Linked DNA regions of Zea mays: region 1 is linked to region 2. The links are chromatin contacts, called in public Hi-C maps. All regions are on one chromosome and are shown on one strand. The core of a region is the stretch at or near the end of the contact, and the rest is flanking DNA. Distances in the headings are between cores, read along the strand shown. Region 1 holds the start of LOC103643160 (ubiquitin carboxyl-terminal hydrolase 17-like). Region 2 holds the start of LOC103643157 (transcription factor bHLH30).

Region 1 (5,225 bases), core at 1,962-4,461, 230 kb before region 2:
ACACTCGTAGGGATAGGAATAGGATCATCCGGTGGGCTGAATTGGGCGGTACTCATGCCGGCCTATTGGACTTGACACGTGTTTCTCGGCTTCGCACCAACGAGGACATGTTTCATGGGTAACACTCGTCGGCATGCTGTACTTGGCCGGCCCACTTGTGTGTTTTTCAGCTGGCAATTGTCACTCGGACAGATTCTATGAGTAAACACTCTGTCGGCCTATTAGGCTTGGCCCAGTTGGCCGGCCCAGTTTTTCAGCTTACCACGAGGACAGGTTGCATTAAGGTTGTGTTACTTCGCGATGCACCTTTTTTGTTCTTCTTCTTCTTCTTCCCAAACATTCTTTTCTTTTTTCGTAATACATGTCTATCTCTATTTTTTTACGAAAGTATTTTTAGTATTTTGTCAATTATAACCAGGCTTCGTCAGGGAATCGGAAATATTTGACTAGCAGCTCCACTTTACGGAAACGGGGTGGGACCCTACGGGGGTTCTTGTGGTCGTCGTCGGATGCATCTAATCTAAAAGTCGGAGAGCGCCGGATCGGTTGCGAATCGAAGAGCTTAGACGATACGCCAGACGAGTACGACACTGACAGGGGAAAAAGGTGGGGGGGGGGGGGGGGGGGGGGGGGGGAAATCGGTGGTGCGCTATAGAAGAAGACACACAAGACAACAGCGTGAGGTGTCTGTCTGGCCAAATATTCTGCTGGATACTTTTACCAGGTGGACAAGTTGGGACCTAAACCACGCCACAAGCTAACAAAAAGTATGCCTTTTGACGGTATGGTTTTTTTTTTGTAGAGAGAGAGTGTCGAATACTGCTCCGTGTGGTGGGAGAAGAGAAAGAATATTCAAAATAGCTGAAGTAGTACCGGTTCGTGGACTTCGGGACCTTTGTCTGGGCTGTCTGTCCACGTTCATGCCATTGCCATTTGCCATGCCATGGCTACGCACGATCTGCCGCGCCAAGTTTACCGAATGACCAACCGACAACTACTAGTCGCGCACGTGCAGTGGACTCGAAGCCTCTTTTTTTTCTCTCTCTCTCTCTCTCGCAGTCTCGCTTCTGCCCCCCGCCCCCACTGTGTATCTTTCACCGACACGCGCGCAGAGAACTCGATGGCGCGCGGGAGGATCGCAATGCAACGCCGGCATCATCGTCGTCCGTCTGTCGCAGAATGCTGCTTCTTACTTGTAAATCCTAAGCCCATCTGACGCCAGCGCGGCGGCGGGCCACGCGTCAACGTGAGCACTCAGCAGGCCGGCGTCGGCGTGTGCCAGCCAGTCGAAGCCGGTACGGAAGAATCAGCCGCGCGCGCGCTTGCTGCCTTGCTGCGTGCCTGCGTGTAGTAGTAGTACGAGATGCACTTTTGCTTTGTGGATTGTGTTGCCGCGTCGTCACGGCTCCGACCCCCGGCTCCATCCACCGACGGGCACGCCTGCCAAGTGACAAATCACATATGATATGCCATCCCTTCCTCCACCAGCCGACCGCTGCGCCCGATGGCTCCGACCGACCAACTCCCCCGGCCACGGCCGGCCGGCGCATGCGTGACTGACGACAAAACATCTGATTTCGAATTTAGCTAACGGCTATATATAACGTATATCACATTTTTTTTGTGTAAAAGAAGAAGATTCGTATTACACATAGATAGATACCTGATATATGTTACACTACATCATGCAGCTTCCACGGTTAGTACGACGCGGTCGGGCCGGCGACACTCGTCGTCGTCGAGCGCACGCGGTCGACGCTGACTCAAAAGGAGGAGGTGGGGCCTGGAGGATGGCCCCTATCCGGCATCGGTCGTCTGTTGGGCTTGCCTGCCTCACACGCTTGCGCCCGTGCGTGCGGCCATGCTGCTTCTACTCGTTTCTCTGTAGCGGTAGTTGACGCTTGGTCCGCGCGCGCAACTCCAAGCAAGTCCAATCCAACCTAGGACGCGGAAAATCTCGGACGGAAATTGTTGGGTGGGTGGAGCAAAAGTCGCTGGAAAATGGAGGCCTGGTTCGGTGAACACACACTGCCTAGTTTCTGTCGGCAAAGTTCACTTGTATCAACTTCCTATAATCCCTATGTCACCTTTTTCTGGACGATCATTTGCCTAGTTGGAAGGTCACCAGATTTTATTTTTTTTGGACGCATTAAGCATGGGGGGATGGGAACCGAATGTTGGCAGGAAACGACTTGCATCAGAATACTAAGGTTCGTCTCAAGTGACGTGACACAAAGGAACCACACAATGGGAAAAGATCGGCCTGCCGAAGTTTCCTCATAAAAAAAGTACCTTCACCGAGATACTAGCACTCCAATAAACACGCAATATCCATCAGAAACTCAGCCAGACAGACCTCACCAATCAAAGAGGAAACAAATCGATCATGACAAGATCTCGCATGGGGTCCGCTCGTCAGCCTGCACGTGGGGTCCCCCGGAATAATGGCGGGTACCGCCACACAGTTTCCCGCGTTTCCTCTCCCGCGGAAACTAAGCACTTGCTCCGAGTCCGAGCAGAGGACTTGCCCCCGCGGAAAGAAATCCCATCAACGGCCAGGACCCAACTGATGAGGCCCATCGGACGGCCAGGCGCGCTCGTACGCACGGACGGACAACCAGAGCCCACGGTCCCGTCCCGTCCGTCGGAAGTCGGAACCCATTCCTTTCTTGTACCGCGCGTCAGCGCCGCTGTGCTGCCCCGCCGGTACCGTTAGGGCCTGATTGGTTGCCGTATCTAGGCAGCATGGCCGAGCGAGCCAGGTCCGCGGCAGCCTGGCTGTGCATCGCGTGAGCCTGGCTCCACAGATGCGCAGATTTTGGTCGCATCTCTAGAGCCTGGCCCGAGCTCCTTTTTTGCATCGCGAGACACATGCGCTGATGCATATGCGGCAAACCAAACAAGCGGCAAAGTAGCACGCGCCTAGTTACGTGGATGCAACCTACAACCAAACACACTACGACCGCATACCGTGAGCCTGGTTGGCCTATATGCGGGCAACCAATCAGGCCCTTACTTACTTGCCCCGTCTCCGTCTCCCTGCCTGTCTCGTCGTCGAGCACCTTTTGCACCTCGCCCCCTCCACAAGTCGTCTAATTATTCCTCGGGAGCGTGCGCGGACCGGAAACGGGTACCGCTGCCCGCCGGCTGCTGCTTGGTGCCTTCCTTCATTGCCGCTGCAGCCTGGCCTGCCTCTGCGCGCGCCACTTCCCAAGACCAGACCAGGCACGGAACGAACCCGAACCTGAGAGGGAGGGGGGAAATTTTCGCAGCGGATTTGCGTTTGCGCCGGTTAGGTGGGAATCGGGGCCCGGATCCGGCGAGTAGGAGCGGCGGGGCCGAGATCTATGCGCGGAGGGGGAGGAGGACCGGGCTGAGGAGGGGAGCTGCAGGGGCCCAATGGAGGAGGCGGCGGAGTCGTCCTCGGCGGCGGCGGCGGCGGCCCTGGTGCTGGCGCTGGTGGCGCTCGTCGTGGTGCCGGCGGTGGCGCTGCTGGTGCGGGGCCGCTGGCGCCGGGCCGCGGCGCGGAGGGAGGAGGTGCGCCGCCTCGCGCGGCTGGCTGCCGAGGAGTCCGAGCTGGCGGAGCGCGAGTCCGCGCTTGCCTACTACTCCGAGCTGTTCCCGGGCGTCGTGCACGCCGCGGGGGCGCCCGAGTGGGGCCCGCCGCCGGTGGCGGTCCCGGTCCCGGCGCAGGAGGAGTTCGACGCGCAGCCGCAGCCGTCCGTGGGGGCAAAGGGGGTCTGTGCGGTGTGCTTCAGGCCCACCACGTTCAGGTGCAAGCAGTGCAAGGCCGTCAAGTACTGGTGAGTGCGGGCGAATCCCTGCCTTCACCGCCCCCCTGATTCAGTCTCCAGTTTGTTTAATTCCATCCAGTGATTGGGGAATTTGTGGGAACATAGATACTACGTGATTTGCACAATTTTGGAGTGGATTGGGTCCTGTAATTGGTACATTTTTTTAGTTATTACACAAAATTTAGACTCTCCACCAAACCTTTGGGAACGCTACCCTGGTTTAGGGCACTGCTAACCCTCATTTAATCCTTATGGCCGTTTTTAAATCGTCGCTCGATAACCTTGGGTCGATGCACAGCGTTGCTGATTCCTCACAGAAACTCGGATTCGATAGAGCTTTGGATGGATATCATATTCTCGGAGTCCCTGATAGCTTGTACCTACAAAATCAACAGTTTGTTTCACATCCCTGTCTCCATGTCTCTGCCACTTAGAATCTAGGTTCCTGCCAATTTAATCTGTATTTTCTTTTATCAAATTAGGCCACAACATGTGCTATGGTGTAACCTTCTCGTAGTAACTTGCATGTTATTTTACATGCCTCAAGGTCACCAATTTCATGGACAAAAATACTTGGTATTGATCTGTTTGTATATTCGACTATGTGACAGAAAATGATTCATACTTTATTCTCATGCTGAAATGTTCATAAACCTAGTTATTCCATATTATTAATTACTTATACATCTAAGTAATTTTCATCTATGTGTGGGTGTGGATGTGTGATGCGATACTAGTATACTACTGGAGTACCAGACTAGATCTGGACATATAACAATAATATAATCAATGATCAAAGTGTGTTTTCAGGGACCATGCCAAAAAATGGGTCAAAGTTACCTCGAAGTTGTGTAACAAGTATTTTGAAGCTATTATTTGACGAGGCTAAAGCAAGTATAGTGAGCCTGAGGTAGTATTTGACATTAGGAAGTACTGTGCATGATATGCTTGTTTGACGGTGAGTCAATGCACCAGCTAACCTACAATAATACCACACAGTTAATATTTTATTACAATTTTTAACTAAAAAATGACATGCACTGAACCTCATCATCCCATATTTGTCTATCTACCTATGAACTTCAAGACTCTTGAATTGTGGAGAAATTGTTTTGATGGATAGGATATGGAGGCCAGTATGCTGTAGATCTATCATGCATATGCTTTTCTGCAAGTTTACACGATGTATTTCTAGATTTGTCTTTTACTTGCTAATCCTTTTTTCAATCATTTATTTGCATGCATACATCTTCTGTGGAATGGATGGCATTCGTTACTCCCTAGAGTCATTAAAATGGTAGTGTTGGACATTGCCTAAATAAAATAGGAACAAGTGGTAGAGTAAAGGAACATGTGCCATGTGGGAATGGCATGCATCCATTCTGGTGTTGCAGGGATGTTTACACTTCATTTAGTAGCATAGCATGAGTT
Region 2 (5,541 bases), core at 2,263-4,762:
CTCTCTGGGATTGTGTGTTGTGGATTGCCTCCCTACACTCGTGCAAGTAACACGTCCCTTTGGTGTTTGCCTTTCTTCTGTGCATTTTCCACCTCCTAGGGTTTTCATGCATGCGACCTGCTTGAATATGTCATAGTCCAGTTTCTAACACAAATTCCACGGTTTTTGCTCCAAATTTCGTGCTAGAGTTATATAATCCAACTTATGTTGCTTCCTTCTCCAAAATAGTATTGATTACTACCTACCACAATCACATCTTCCATAGACCCTGTTCCATCCAAAACTAGACTACTCAAGTATGCCTACTGTCTTAGCTTATATATACATGTTTTTGGCTCCATCCTTCACTCTTCACCACTCATGACATAAGTTCTCATGTCATTATCATGCCATTTTCCTACTCTATTCAAAATCCCTATGTCTATTATCCCTCTTCCAAACATCTCCAAATGCATACATAACCTAAGTGCCATTCTGGATTATTTATAGGATACATTTCTTCATCACAAGCCATCTTGTACCAACATCTCGTGAAAACACTTCGTATACAACACTTCACTCATACATCAATATTCTACACATGTGCCGTCCTTTCACATTCCATACTCTTTATGACTTTGTTACTCACTCGTGCTCACCTCTTCTGTCATTTTCGGTTTGACGAGCCGACTCGAGTGTCTGTCTTACCTCTGCAAACATGTCCAATGTCACACCAGTGACACACTAGATACCCAGAGGATCAATATATGGTGGACAACAGTTAGCCGGCAATGCCTACCTGATGTGGAAGACAATGGACGTGTCTGGTGCGACGTAGAAAATTCAACTACTTTCCAACGGATCTTTTGGGCTTGGAGGCTATAAATACCACCTCAATCAACCATTTATGAAGTGTGGGAGCTGATAAACATAGTATGTGAGTTGAGACTCTAATTCTTTAGCTCTAGACACCTAAGTGCTCAAAGAATCACTCGATGATTAGTGTAAGTGCTTTGTGAAGTGCTTAGATTAGTTAGATCACAAACTAGTGCTTTCTCTAGGTTAAGCCTAGTTGATTAGAGTGGGGTTAAACACCTTCAAACTCTTGGTGCTTGCACGCATCAATGTATCCATCGACACTTGTGTGTCATTGTAGTTGTACCAAGAGGGGATGTATCTTGCGAGATCACATCAACTGCGTTTGTGGCATGACCACCATCATGTATTGGAGGGAACGAAGCTTATGCCATTTTAGCTGGAAGCTCAACAGTGGAGATGATGGGAGCATTCGAGAGGTGCATGAAGTGGTGCACCACTTACACGTGGACAAGACATTTGGCTATCTACAGAGTTACCTAACCGGGAGTTTGGCCCTCGCGTGGGCTATCCTTTGCGTAGGGGTTGCAACGAGGATTAGTAAGAAGTCTGCACACTTCTTGATATCTTGGTAAAAATACTGGTGCAATAACATCAATGGCAGTTTACATCTATATCTTATTTAAGCTTCCACATTTATATTGTTGTTTTTGGTTGTGTGATTTATCTTATTAGCTTAGTCATAGGCTAGTGGATAGGTTTGGAACCTATGTTGCAAAATTCCTTTTGTGATAAAAATAATAACACTTAGGAAAAACCTTAGTTGCACATATTAACGCTTGGTTATCCGTATAAGTTTTGTTTAAAAGAAATATTAGATGCCTAGATTAGTGTAAAAAATAATTATCGTAATTTACCCTCCCTTTTAGGCGTTCATGTTTCTTTCAAGTTTCAACTAGCTTTTAGGAGTTGAGTATATATACCATTATACCCTAGCCTTCTCTTTTGAGAGATGCTGATTCTGGTGCTTTCTATATCTAGCCTTTCTAAGCCTTGATAGACACTCCCTACACCCTAGATTGATCCATAATTGCCAAATCCAAGTAGTGGTTTGACCGAGATTCAAAATGATCCTTTATGATGTGGAAAGAAGAAAGAGGCGATCAATTTGAGAAGCACTCGCATCATGAGCTAAAAATTAGTGTCATGAAACAAGTCTTACACTATTACATAGAATAATATTGCGATGCAACTCAGCTTCTTTATTCTATACAAGAATTAAAAGAATTGTTCAGTTAACATGAGAAAACTTGAAAGATCCTTTATGTTATGCACAAGTCAAGGAATTGTTAAGTTAAACAAATTTTAAAAGCATAGCCCATCACATGGTGCGGAGAGCCAGACCTTCTATAATAATGAAATGTTGAATCGCCAAGAACTCCTCGATCGGGGCCCCTTTCTTTTTCTGAATGCTACATAATATAGTAATATATATATTCAAACTCCTAATTCGTCGTTTTAGAGTAGGGAAGGCTCAAATATAGCCCTTACAAAATATCAAAACTTTGTTCCGGGGCTTCGGCCAATGCAGCGCTGCAACTGCAGTTCCAGCCTTGCATCACCACCACACCTTGCCCTAAATTCCACTATCGCCAACAGTATACCCTGACAATCCTTAAGATCATACGTACGGTGCTGCTATACGGTCAATGCATCAGCAGTTCAGCATGGACACGGAGTCGCTCGCTTCATATTGGCACGGCCTAGCAGCTCGGCACGGCGTTCACTGAACCCTGGCGATCTGCGCGGAGAAGCGTGGCCGCTTGTATCCTTCCCCGGCGGCGGCGACAACATGCTCGTCGCGGTTGAGCAGCACGGCGCGCATGGCCGCGCGCAGCGTGGACAGCGCCACCGCCCTCCCGTTCCCCGCGGCAGTTGCGCTGCCGTCGTCGCCGTCGTCACAGACCTCCAGCTCCAGGACGCTGCGGGTCCTCCCGCCGACGGTGGCGATCTCTACGCGGACGGGGCACGCGTTGCTGACCGACCGGACGGCGCGGCCCAGGTCGGACAGGAGCCCCGGGCGGTCGTCGCAGCACACCCACGCCCTGACGCGCCGCGGCGGCGGCTGGCTGACGTCGGCGTCCGTCCCTATCCCGCCAGCGCCGTGGTGGCGACCTGCTGGCCGCCACCGGCAGCCGTCCTCCTCCTCGACGCCCACCTCGTCGCCCTCCCCCGGGATGACGCCGAGGCCGACCCCCGCCGCCGCGTCGCTCGCCTTCTCGCGCAGCTCCCGCACGTACCGCACCACCTCGCCCAGCAACGCCGCCTTGTCCATCTGCACGATCGAGCGCGCGGGTCGTCAGGTCAGCCACCACACGTACGCATCCCATGCATGCTGCAGCTCCGATCGTTTTGTCTCTCGTGTGGTAGTCGTGTGTAACGCACGCACGCACATACTGACGTACCCGGGATGCGGAGGGGACGAGGGTGCGGAGCGTGGCGAGGTGGGCGTTGATCCGCTGCCGCCGCTTGCGCTCGGCCTCGCTGTGGCTCCGGCCCCGCTCCTTCCGCAGCGCTGGCGCCGGCGCCGGCGCCGGCGTCGATCGCTCCCCCTCTCCGTCCGTCGCCACCATGTCTCCACCTCCTCGCCCACCTGCCGCCCAAGAAACTGAACGGACAAGCGAGCTGGGCTGGCGTAATGCGTAAACGCTCGTAGAGCTAGGCGATCGTCGTCTGGAAGCGGAAGCGTCGCGGGCAGGGGTTTTCAAAAAGGACACCTATCGATGGCGGGAAACCCCAGGGGGGCGGGCGACCACGACATGCTGGGCTGGCGCAGTGACTGCGCAGCGCTCGGGCCGCGCGCCGACACGCGGTGCGCTTCCTTTTTGTTCGGGGTGGGCTGGGTGGCGTCAGCGCGGCGCCCCCGCGACGACGGCTGTTTTGGCGCCTGGCGCGCGGAGGGGGAGGGGAAGGGTTTCGACGCCTTTTTCCTCGTCGGCCGCAGAGCCGAAGTTTTCGGGGGCGGGCAGCAGGCGCAGAGCAAGGAGGCGAAGGCGAGACAGGGAAGCCGTGTCGCGGGGACATGGGAGCGACACGGCGCCTGTGGCTGATCGCCGCGACGCTTTGCGTCAGGGCGCGGCAGCCTTTGGGACTGGGAGGGACGGATCAGAATTCCTGCTGGACCGGGGCTGCTTTTCCACGTCCCCCCTTGGAACGTAACTTGTCGGCTGGTCAGCGAAAAGCGTCGGCGGGCAAAATGCTGCTTGCCGACTTGGAAAATCACCGCCCCCAGAGAATCGAACCATTTCATACGAAGTAGGAGTGCTATACCAAGTGGAATGATTTACTATTTCGAGAAATTAAGCTATTTCATCAAATTTAAGAGATAAATTTATAGTACATCATGATTGTTCAGATCCGCCTACTGATAGATGATTGAATAGCTGATTTAAATATGTAAATGAACTATTAACACATTTGTTAGTAACACTCATGGCTAATAATTAGTAGATCTAGCTATTTGCTCCAAGTATAATTTAGCCGCTATCTACCATTCTAGCCCAATTTAACCAATTGTTAGCTGCTTGAGCATATAGATCGCTTTATGCCCTCTTTGGTTATTCTCATCCCATATGGATTGGATGAGATTAGAAAAAAAATTGAAGAATTTTGACTTATTTGAGATTTAAACACCCTCAATATATCCCTCCCAATTCATATGGATATAGGTTTACTCTAGGTTTATAGCACAATAGTGTACATAGCACACCTTCTATAATACACTCTCTGCACCCACTCTGTTTCTGCATATAGGTTTACTCTAGGTTCATATATAACAGCACTTTCTTTCTTCATTTAATTTGTTGCCACATAGGATAGATAACGACATGGATTCCTTATAGAGAGGTGGTTGTGCATCATTGCAGCTGCCCTAATCAGGGACGGAGCCAGAAAATTTTTTAGAAGGGACTAAACTAAATTAGTATAGTATAGAAATCTCTCTTACATTGTATATGTAAGCTAAAAATCTTAGGAGGGGCTATAGTGAGGCTCCATAGACTCGGCAGCGGTAGGAGAGGCTCGAGCCTCGCCCGCCCCACCGCTGCCTCCGTCCCTGGCCCTAACAATTCTCTAATCATACAAGCTATACATTTAATACTTGGTCTACCTTCTTCTCTCACAAATAGTCTTAGAGTCTGTGTGCAACCCACTCTCAACTAGCTACTAGTGAGTAGTCCATTTTTCTCTCTTTACTTCTCTTTCTTCCACCTCATCATAAATTTGACATGACATATTTTTCAGCTCGTTTACGTCAGCTTATTATACTTGCTCTGCTCCTGATGGTCTAGGTAATCTAAGACACCAATTAAATATAAATGATCCCTATAGAAAGATATCACTTAATGATCTAGTTAATCTAAGATAAATGACCCCAATAAACCTCATGCAGACCGAGAGAGAAAAAAAAACATGTGAGAATGATCGTGGTGTGTACTTTGATGTGGATAGACGATTCGTGCTTTGGTGTGGGGGCCTAAAATTCGCTATAACGTGGTCAAACTCGGACCTAAAAAGTGTTCCTTAGGATATTCTTAATAGTACTTTTATGGTGGTTCCATACACGTTTAATAATATGCCACATCAAATTATTGGATGACATGTCATAGCATTTAAGATAGCATTTAAGAGAATTGAGTTTCATAGGATAAAACTAGTTTCATGGGGATAAAACTATGTTAACTCGTT

What was found. Hi-C and Micro-C count contacts between places; a contact is called where the count stands out from the background.
Region 1: a contact with region 2 is called in a Hi-C map of bundle sheath, with 3 times the contacts expected there. The contact joins the promoter of LOC103643160 here to the promoter of LOC103643157 in region 2. A contact is called at or near these places in 2 of 25 Hi-C or Micro-C datasets (bundle sheath and ear).

What each region holds. Positions count from the first base shown.
Region 1 is chr1:205,003,730-205,008,954 of Zm-B73-REFERENCE-NAM-5.0, reverse strand. It overlaps LOC103643160 (ubiquitin carboxyl-terminal hydrolase 17-like), which reads left to right and starts at 3,211. Exons shown (of 11, transcript NM_001326697.1): 1 at 3,211-3,803. The coding sequence starts at 3,400.
Region 2 is chr1:204,775,279-204,780,819 of Zm-B73-REFERENCE-NAM-5.0, reverse strand. It overlaps LOC103643157 (transcription factor bHLH30), which reads right to left and starts at 3,512. Exons shown (of 2, transcript XM_008666315.3): 1 at 3,261-3,512; 2 at 2,288-3,130. The coding sequence starts at 3,428. The coding sequence ends at 2,579.